2 separate regions of the Mus musculus genome follow, and region 1 is linked to region 2. A link is a contact called in public Hi-C data. All regions are on one chromosome and are shown on one strand. The core of a region is the stretch at or near the end of the contact, and the rest is flanking DNA. Distances in the headings are between cores, read along the strand shown. Region 1 holds the start of Tm7sf3 (transmembrane 7 superfamily member 3). Region 2 has its middle 18 kb from the start of Itpr2.

Region 1 (4,815 bases), core at 1,835-4,334, 110 kb before region 2:
ATTATTACACCAAAATTATATAAATAAAGGGTTGTTTTGGTCAAGGGGCAGTGATTGAGGAAAAGATTTTTTATACAATATGCTTAAAAGAATTGTACAGTTTACTTACATTAGAACACTGCCTTGTTTGTGTTTGCCTGAGATACAGTCTGACTATTTAACCCAGACTGGCTTTGACCTCATGGCAATCCTCCTGTATCTACCTTCTCATTGCTAGAATTAGAGGCATGAGCCCCCAAGCCTGATGTGTGTATTTGGTTTTTTTTTGTTTGTTTATTAATAAGATTTTTCTCACTTGTGGTGAGCCCCCTACTGTGCTTTGTGGATGTCTGCCTTTGGATTCACTTTTTCTGATTGTCAGCTGTGGGTTGTTTGCTTTCTAATGTTGACAGAATTGTCTATGCAGCCAGTTCTGCCTATCCTTTTCTCTATGGGCTCTTCCTTTCCTTTTTGCTTAGCAATTTCTTCCTGAATTTCTTTTATAAAAAAACTCGTTTTTGTTATTTTAATTATATAGTGGGAGGGGCACGCACACATGAGTGGCTCAGCTATTAAGAGTACTGGTAGCGGGCTGGTGAGATGGCTCAGTGGGTAAGAGCACCCGACTGCTCTTCCAGAGTTCAAATCCCAGCAACCACATGGTGGCTCACAACCATCCGTAACGAGATCTGACTCCCTCTTCTGGAGTGTCTGAAGACAGCTACAATGTACTTCCATATAATAAATAAATAAATCTTTAAAAAAAAAAAAAGAGAGTACTGGTAGCTCTTGCAGAGGACCTGGGTTCAATTCCCAGCACTCACAGCTCACCACCATCTGTAACTCCAATTCCAAGGGATTCAAAGCTCCCTTTCTGGCCTCCTCGGGCATTGTATGCACCTGGTGCACTAATACTTATTCAGAAAAACACCTTCATACATGAACCTAAAAATCAAACACAGAAAAAAAAAAAAAAAAAGCAAGGCAGCCGTCCCAGACAAGTCCATAATGGGCCCCGTGATCCTGGAGTGCTCTTCTGTTGCGTGGGCTGGCGGCTCTTCAACAGCACACAGATAGGAGATTTGAGAAGTAGACTGAGGCTGTGAGTTTTCAAGGATATTTTTGCTTAGAAGAGAGAAAAAAATTTTTCCCCATGGGTCTCAGCAAACACTTCAAAAGCAGACCTAAGGTCAGCTGTAGTAGCTTAGACAGTTGCGGCAGGAGGCAACAATCTTCCAATGTTGTTCTAAACAAACAAACAAACAAAACCCAAGCACTGAATTCCTTTATTTATTATTTTATTTTATTTTATTTTATTTTATCTTATTTTATTTGCAAAGGGCTCTTAAGCACAAACAGGGGTTCTTTGCAGCAGGAGGTTGAGGCCAGCCTGGGCTACATAGTGAATTCTAGGCTATCCTAGGCTACCAATGAAAGGCCCAAGACCGTGTCTCACAAAACCAAAATAAGTAATAATAATTAAAACAATAAAGAAGCACAAGGAATGTAGCTGATACTTGAGAGAAGCAGGCATGTGTTTAATGTGTGTGATATGACGACTTGGGATGTTTGGTTTAATGTGTGTGATATGACGACGTGGGATGTTTGTATTCCTCTGTTACCCTTACCTGGAAATCATGGATACCTTCATGCTGACTTTCAGAGCACACCCATGCTGCAGACACAAGGATACTTTAAGTCAGCTGTTCTCAACCTGTGGGTCTCAAAACCCTGGGGGGGGGGATCATTTCACAGGGGTCACCTAAGTCCATGGAAAACACAGACATTTATGACATAGCAATAACAAAATTATAGTTATAAAGTAGCAACAAAAATAATTTTTTGGTTTGGGGTCACCATAACACGAGCTGTATTAAAGGGCTGCAGTATTAGGAAGGTTGAGAACCACTGCTGTAAGTGGTGTTGCATAGGAATGACTCCAGCACTGTCCATTATGTTAATTTGTTTACTGATTTTATCATTACTATTTTTCAACAGTCTCACTATGTATGGAGTCTGTGTTCTCCTGTTCTTGGCAAGCTTCCTACCTCAGCCTCCGAAGTGCTGGAAAAACAAGCACCAGACATCCTGCCTTTTCCATTTAAAATGTTATCAATTTATTTTAAAATAGGTTTAGGTTACAGGAAAAATTGCAAAATTTCTCATACATTTTACATCCGTTTCTATCATGGCTGTCATTGGTATCCTACATTGAGACATATCTCAGTGAAAAGAGTGCGACAGGTTATATTATTAACTCAAGTTTGTGTTATGCTTGTTTTTTTTTTTTTTTTTAAGTTTTCCCCAGTCCCCTTTTCATAAGTGCCTTTTAAGATACTAAGAATCCTATTTGTGGCTTGGGGCACCTCACTGTGCCTCAATATCTCAATAAAATATGAAATTCATTAGTGGTGGCACAAGTTTATCTTCCCAGCCCTTGGGAGGAAGTAGCGAGAGGTCAGAAGTTCAAGGTCATCTCTACTGCATAGCAGCTGGAGGTCACTCTGGATTGTGAGAGACCTAGTCTTAGGAGGGAGAGAGAGAGAGAGAGAGAGACAGAGAGAGAGAGAGAGAGAGAGAGAGAGAGAGAGAGAGAGAGAGAGAGAGAGAGAGAGAGAGAGAGAGAGAGAGAGAGAGAGAGAGAGAGAGAGAGAGAGAGAGTTATTTTGCACAATTAGAATGACAAAAAGTAGCTGGGTGGTGGTGGTGCATGCCTTTAGTACCAGCAGAGGCAGGCGATTTCTGAGTTCAAGGGCAGCCTAGTCTACAGAGTGAATTCCAGAACAGCTGGGGCTACACAGAAAAACCCTATCTTGAAAAAAAACAAGGAATAAAAGGAAAAGAAAAAAGAAAGACAGAAAGAGGAAGAAGAAAAGAGAAAGAAGAAAAAAGGAAGGAAGGAAGGAAGGAAGGAAGGAAGGAAGGAAGGAAGGAAGGAAGGAAGGAAGGAAGGAAGGAAGGAAAGAAGAAGAGAGAAAGGAAAGACACAAAAGCAAGAACTCGTCCCGGCTTGCCCCGTGAGCCCGGGGAGCCCAGAAGCCCCGGCAGGAGGCGCGCGCCCGCAAGGGCCGGCCGGGGACGCGCGCGGCTGTCGTGCCGGAAGCGCGCGCCCGGCGGGGCTGGGGCGGCAGGTGCACGCGCGGGGCCGGCGCGCTAAAGCGATGCGCGCGGGCGCTCCGGGGTAGCAAGCGACCTGGCCTGCGCGCCCCTGGCCCGCGCGCCCCGGCCCGCAGCGATGTGGCGGCTGCGCCTGCTGGTCCTAGCGGTGCTGGCGGCGGGCAGCGCCGAGGCCCAGGCGAACTCCAGCGACGGTGAGCTTCCCGAACTTGCCTCCGCTCCTGCAGCAGGGCCGCAGGCTGCCCGGCTCTGTGCAGCCCTCCCCGGTTGCAGATGCGCGTCAGGCCGCGGGTTCGGGACCGTGTCCATCCTGCCAGCGCCTGGTTTGGGCTGGGAACCGGGAAGAGATAAGTAGCCCCCTTTGAGGCATTCTTCCCGGCAGGGAGCAGCCATGTTTGTGGTTTTAATTGGACGCATTGAAACGGCCTTTTAAACTGAATTTCGGGGAGGACGCCTGTAAGCGCAGCACCCCTGAGGCTGCGACAGGAGGATTATGTGTTCGAGACCGCCCGGAGAGTGAGCGTCAGGCCCAAACTAAAACCAAACCGAACCCGTCGGCTACCGGTAGCAAAGTCCATCGAGGAACTAAGGCGTTCCACGCAGTAGCTGACTTTGATACTCCGAAATCTAGTTGCTTTTTTAACTGGGTGACGATTTGCAGTTTGAGAGGAAAAATGAGCCAGTGATGGGACGTGAAATCCTAGGTCTTGTGCTGAGAGAGAGGGGTTTAGCGACTGTTGGGCAGGAGCGGGGGCGTTAATGGGAAGCATGAAAAGCACTAATTGTGCCACGCTGGTGGTCACGTGTTGTTTCTGGCTGCGTTAAGTACATTCCTTGTTTTGAGCTCTAGACAAGTAGCAAATACAATAGTCTTCTGAGTGATGGGATCATTTCTCCTAATGTTTATCTGTGAAAAGCCAGGGATAGTACCGCACTTTAGGATCTTCGAGTACAACTAAGGCCAGTACTGAAAAGTACAAATATTTGTGTGTTAAGTGTATACACACACACACACACACACACACACACACACACACACACACACACACACACACCTATTTTCTTGAAGAAAACTCTGGCTTACAGCAGAGAGGAAGCATTGGCCTCTGGCCCTGGCTGAATGCTAGGTCCGTTTCACAGCCTGAGTACTCTAATCCTCAACGCCCCAGGAGCTAGCAATCAATCCAACCCTCTGGAGGCTCCAAATGCTCGTTTGCTACAAACGTAGCAACACCTGGTGTGTTGCCCTGCAAGTTGCATGACCCCTGCACTTCAGCAAAGCCACTTTCTGAGAGGAATATCTTGCCCCCGGGCTGGGGATGTAGCTGAGTTGGTAGAGTGTTCGCCTAGCATTTAAGCAGGCCTGGTGCCCTTCCTGAGCATGGCATGGACTGGGTGTGGTGGTACAGGCCTAGACCCCAGCATTTAGAACGTGGAGAATCCAGAGTGCAGAATCAGATTCAACTATATAAGGATTCGGAGGCCAGCCTGGACTACGTGAGACCCTATCTCAAAAAAAAACCAAAAAAACAAAAACAAAAATCAAACAAACAAAAAACCCCCAAACCTTTCACAGCATAATGCTGTGTTATATTTAATCTGCGAGTGCGTATCTTCGGAACATCCTTCTGAAGGTGGGAGAGAGGAAGGGTTGAGCTTGGGGTTGATTTGGAAAGCTCCTGTGTCTGGAGGCCTGGGAGCCAGAGCTTTTATTTCCAG
Region 2 (5,118 bases), core at 96-2,595:
TTTACCACTTAGAACACAGGATGTCAGCGCCATCTTGCAACGGCGAATGTGAGGGCGGCTCCCCACAGCTTTTCTTGCTGCCACTCCTCCAGGGTAGTAAATCACCTTTGTGTTGAGAATTTGGTGTCTGGGTATGTCCTGTACTGATGGGGTAGGGGTGACTCCCTTTTCAGGGACCCGACCATAAAATTATTTTTGTTGCTACTTCATAACTGTAATCTTGCTCCTGTAATGAATTACAATGTAAGTAATTTTGGAGACAGAGGGTTGCTAAGGGGGTCACAACCCGTAGGTTGAGAACCACTGGTCTAAAGCAACTGCTCTGATTCTTAAGGAAGCTCTGTCTCCCAGGTGGCCAAGAAGCAGCCGATTTGAATTCTTCCCAGGTGAAAATTTGATCCAATTACCAAATTTTAAGCAAACCATTCGGTTAACTACTGAGGTCTTTTAGGTCTCACCTGACAGGATGTGGCTTGTAAGCTGGTGGCTTTGTTCTATGTGGGCTGTTCTGTGTTCTGTCTTGGTTCTTTGTGGTATTGTCCCTTCCCTGCAAGGTTGCTGCTAGCTCCTTCCACCCTTTTGGCTGACACCTGACAATGGTTGCCTTGCTGCCTGGTGATTTTGCAGGCTGAGCTGAGCCTGGTGGCTGTCCCTGACGGACATGGCAGAACCTGGCCTGCTCCAGTCCTCTTGGAATTTCTCCCTTGTTCTCTCAAACTGAGTCTTACAGATAATCCATGTCACAGGGGATGGAGAGATGGCTCAGCAGGTCAAAGTGAATACTGCTCTTGCAGAGGACCCAAGTTCAGCTCCTGTACCCACACCATGCACTCCAGTTCCAGGTCTCATGCAACATTGTTCCTGAGGAGTCATGAACAAGCATCTAATCAAATAGGAAACCAGTGACTCACACTTCAAAGAAAGGAAACCACTAAGTCCAACGTGGTGAACCAATGAGTTTCACTGGGGTTCTTATAGAAGTATGGTTGAGGAGTTACTCACAGGAGCAGAAATGACTCAAAGACAGCTACATTACCAAAGCCCACCCCAGCATGGGTGACAGCTCACAAAAGGTGGATACCTGGAGTGCACTGCACAGCCTATGGGCATATCGATAGCTGGAGAGGTTTTTGTTTTGTTTTGTTTGTTTTTTCCAGGCAGTTCAATTGATCTGAGCTGCTTCCAGGTAACTGAGTTGTCTAAGAGTATCTCTTAGGGGTCCTTACTGCTCATATACACTTGAAGAGAGAGGGGCCTAGTGAGTCTTGTCAGTTTTAGGAACTTTTTGAAGCTTCTGAATTGTTTACTTTCTAAGCTTTATGAATTCCCCTGCAGGATGCAGTGTTTCACTTTCCTTTAGATCACTGGTAGGCAATCTCTGAGTTGCAACCCCTCTGGCAAACTCCTATCTCCAAAAGTATTTACATTACAATTCATAATAATAACAAAATTACAGTTATGAATTAGCAACAAAAATGAATTTATGGTTGAGGTCACTACAATATAAGGAACTGTATTGAAGTGTCACAGCACTAGGAAAGTTGAAAACCACTTCTTTAGAACATCTGGTGTCTTAGTAAGTTTCCCTATAAAAAGGAAGGTTTTTTTTCTAGGGGCAAATTGTAACAAAACAACGGACTATGATACCCTCTTCTGGACTCTGCGGACACCTGCAAAACCTCCCCTGCCTGCAACTACATCTTTTTAGAAAGAGAGTTCATCTTACATTAATAAGTAGATTTTTTTTTCTTTCTTATTGGTCATCTTAGTCCATTTCTATTGTGATACTAGAATACCTGAGACTGGGTATTCTTAAAGAAAAAGAGGGCTGTTAAGGTCATGATTCTGCAGGTACAGAGTCCAAGGTTGGGCAGCTGCTTGTGAGAGCCTCTGCTACTTCAGGCATGGCAGCAGGTAGGAGAGTAAGCATACGGCAAAATTAGGAAATGAAAGAGATCAAATACTCTTGAGATAACTAACCCACTCCTACAGGAACTACATGAATCTCTTTGGGGCATGGAGGGTGGAGTCTCCATGCCCCAAATACCCCTCAAAGATGCCTCACCTCAGAGCACTGCTATAAAATAAGTTCACTAGGGACAAACCACATGCAAACCTCTGTGTTGATGTGAGGATGTGTGTTAGAGCCATTAATGGCTGAGACTATTAAAATGGCATTTCCAGGTTGGCAAGATGGCCCAGTGAGTAACGGTGAATGCTATCAAGCCTATTGACCTGAGTTCAACCCCTTAATCCCATATGATGTGTTCTGATTAGTTATTCTTATGAACTTGACACACTCTAGAGACACTTGGGAAAAGGGAACATTAATAGAGGGGTTGCCTCAGTCAGATTGGCTCTGGGTGTAGTCATAAGAACTTGTTTGTTGCTAGTTGATGTAGGAGGGTCCAGCACACTGTGGGCTCAGGCAGGTGGTCTGTCTGAGGACGCTAGCCGAGCATGAGAGGGAGTATGAGAGTGTTCCTTTGTAGTTTCTGCTTCAGTCCCTTTATGAGTTCCAATATGACTTCCCTCCAGGATAAATTGTGATCTAGAAGTATAAGCCGAATAACCCCTTTCCTCCCAAGACACTTTTGGTTATGGTATTTTTTTACAGCCACAAAGAGGAAACAAACATGATGGAAGGTGAGATCAGAGGATCCCGAGTTGTCTGCTATCTCCACATGTGTCTTACAGCATGTGTCTGCCCCCACATGTACATGCAAACAATATATAAATAAACAGCAGCATTTCTGCACACCTACTGTATTATAATCTCACACCTCTCACTTCAGCCTTGAGATTATGCTAATAATACATAATGAGAAAAATTGGTTTCCATATAGCTCAGAGAAGATTTAAAATATTCTTTGACAAATATGTTATGTATGTAAGTGAATGCTAAAAAGACTCATGAGGATGAGGAGAGAGAGGCCTTGTCTCTGTTAGGACAATGCGGTGCTTTTCTGTTGTGAGTCATTATTTTCTAGTTTCCTATTGCAATGTGACTTATTTGTATCTTATCAGAGGTTAGGCAGAGTTATTACAAATAAGTTTATGTTGCCCCTCTTTATTGATGGGGGAGTGTGGCCCAAAGACCCTGAAACTGTGGATACTGCAGAACCCAATGCTAACCATGTCGTGTTTTCGTATACATACATATCTATTACAGAGTTTAATCTATAAACTAGGCAGAGTAAGAAATTAACATTATGAAAAAAATAAGAACATTGTAACAGTGTGCTCTACAGAAGTTTCTATGTTTTATTTTCCAACCTGATGGACCTTTGGTAACTGGTCCTGCAGCAAACCAAATCCCTGGTAAAGGAAAATTACTATGCTCGGAAATAGATTGATGTCTGATGCAACAAGGAGAAGGGACGGGTGGAGAGGTTAGGATTCATGCATGAGTCACCTCATTTATATGGTTCTTTGTTGTTTTTTCTATTTGTTGAAAATGGAAAAAAAATGATATCCATCTAGGTGTGGAGATGCTATCCAGTTTGGGAGTGTTCCATTTGCAAAATCAATAGGAAAATTAGGTCCAAAACAAAACAACAAAACAGAAACATAAAAACAGATCACAAAGCTTAAACTCAAGAGTGTGGCTGTTTCAGTGTATCATGAATTATCATCCAGAGAGTTTCCCATGTTTCAACTCACTTGCATTTTGGTAAACATTAAGAGAAACATCCAAATGAATATAGGTTTTACTTTCTTCATATATGAAATAAGTTTTAAAAGTTAGTTGGTAATTATGTATAGAAATAAGCACCATACTGTTGCTATGGTGTGGACATTCTATCGAGGGAGTTTTTCCCTAAGCAGACTTGAGCTAGATGAAGTTCAAGATTGTATTTTTCTTTCATTTCACAGCCCCTGCTCACACCCTGCACAAAGAAGGTATTTCCAGTTTATCTGGAGTAGTCCAGTGCACAGGCAGTAAGAGTTAGAAAACCTTTCCCTGAATGGCTGATGCTGACATTGTAGAACGTCTGCCAAATTTACAAAATTTGTCACAGATTTATCTGGTAGCTCCCCTCAGATTACGTAAAATATAACAATGTAGCCTCTGGTAATAAAACCAATTTAAGAAAGTCCTTTGTTAGCTCGAAGAAATGATGAAACTGTCAGTGTGAGGAGCAGGTGCAGTCTGTTAGATGACTCTCTTTTTCAGTTGACATCAGGAGATTGGTAATAAGTGAGGGAGTGCAATTTATCTTTATACTTTGAGAACTTCCATTGTTGGAATAAATTCTAGATCCAATCATACACATCATCTACTGTTATCTACCCTGTTTTCAGATGATACACTCAGGATTCCCCTCTTCATGATAACCGCTGGGGAGTAGTTTTACTGACTGTAATAATAACTCTGAAAATTCTAAACACTCCACAATGTGATGAGTGAAGAGCTGGCTTTTTTGTGGCCCTGTCATTGTCTACACTAATATTAAGGCTTAGAGAATTAAGTCTATCTCTGAAGTCTTTGTCAGGTGCTGGAACACGTCAGTTAAAAATTGCCAGTGAGGGCTAGAGAGGTGGCTCAGAGCACTGGCTGCTCCTGCAGGGAACCTGGATTTTGTTCCCAGCACACACACACACACACACTCGTGTGCATGTGCACACTTAAACACATGCATACACATAAATAAAAATAAATCTGAAAAGGAAGGAAAGAAAAACTGTCATGAGTAGTCCATAGTTGACAATGGGTGAAGCTTGTCAATTTGATAATTACTGTCATGCCCTGCTCTGCACAGTCTTTGTAAAAAGTCTTGTCCAAATTAACAGCTACTGTCCTCGAAAAGCCGAAAGCCAAGGAACTGTGTGCTTTCAGGGGCAACTATTGAAAATGTAAATAAAGCCAAAATACAAATTGAAAAATGTGAACATTCTTTTTATTTCTTTTGTTTTCTTTTTATTTGGGACAGTGTCCCATGTGGTTGAACTGTTTTCAAACTGTGAAGCCCAGGCTGGCCTTGAACTTATGATCCTTCTGTCTTCACTCCCCACCCCAAGTGCTGGGATTATTGTTTCTGTAATTTTAAATATTGATTAAAATTTACACAGGACAGCCAGGGTTACACAGAGAAGCCCTGTCTCGAAAAACCAAAA

What was found. Hi-C and Micro-C count contacts between places; a contact is called where the count stands out from the background.
Region 1: a Hi-C map of Th1 cells shows a contact between it and region 2, with 2.3 times the contacts expected there. The contact joins the promoter of Tm7sf3 here to the enhancer-like site in region 2. A contact is called at or near these places in 2 of 39 promoter capture datasets (the C10 cell line and pre-B cells), 1 of 484 Hi-C or Micro-C datasets (Th1 cells), 4 of 115 datasets of contacts at active chromatin or transcription factors (the SCID.adh cell line, embryonic stem cells and memory CD8 T cells) and 2 of 9 other capture datasets (adipose tissue and liver).

What each region holds. Positions count from the first base shown.
Region 1 is chr6:146,632,861-146,637,675 of GRCm38.p6, reverse strand. It overlaps Tm7sf3 (transmembrane 7 superfamily member 3), which reads left to right and starts at 3,084. Exons shown (of 12, transcript NM_026281.2): 1 at 3,084-3,290. The coding sequence starts at 3,215.
Region 2 is chr6:146,517,473-146,522,590 of GRCm38.p6, reverse strand. No RefSeq gene overlaps it. Among named protein-coding and RNA genes, the nearest start is that of Itpr2, 18 kb to the right of the region's middle. Within about 2 kb of position 1,345, at least 60 of the 459 cell types and tissues checked have an H3K27ac peak or open chromatin away from gene starts, as enhancers often do. A contact at or near this core is called in the SCID.adh cell line, Th1 cells and memory CD8 T cells, where this site is marked.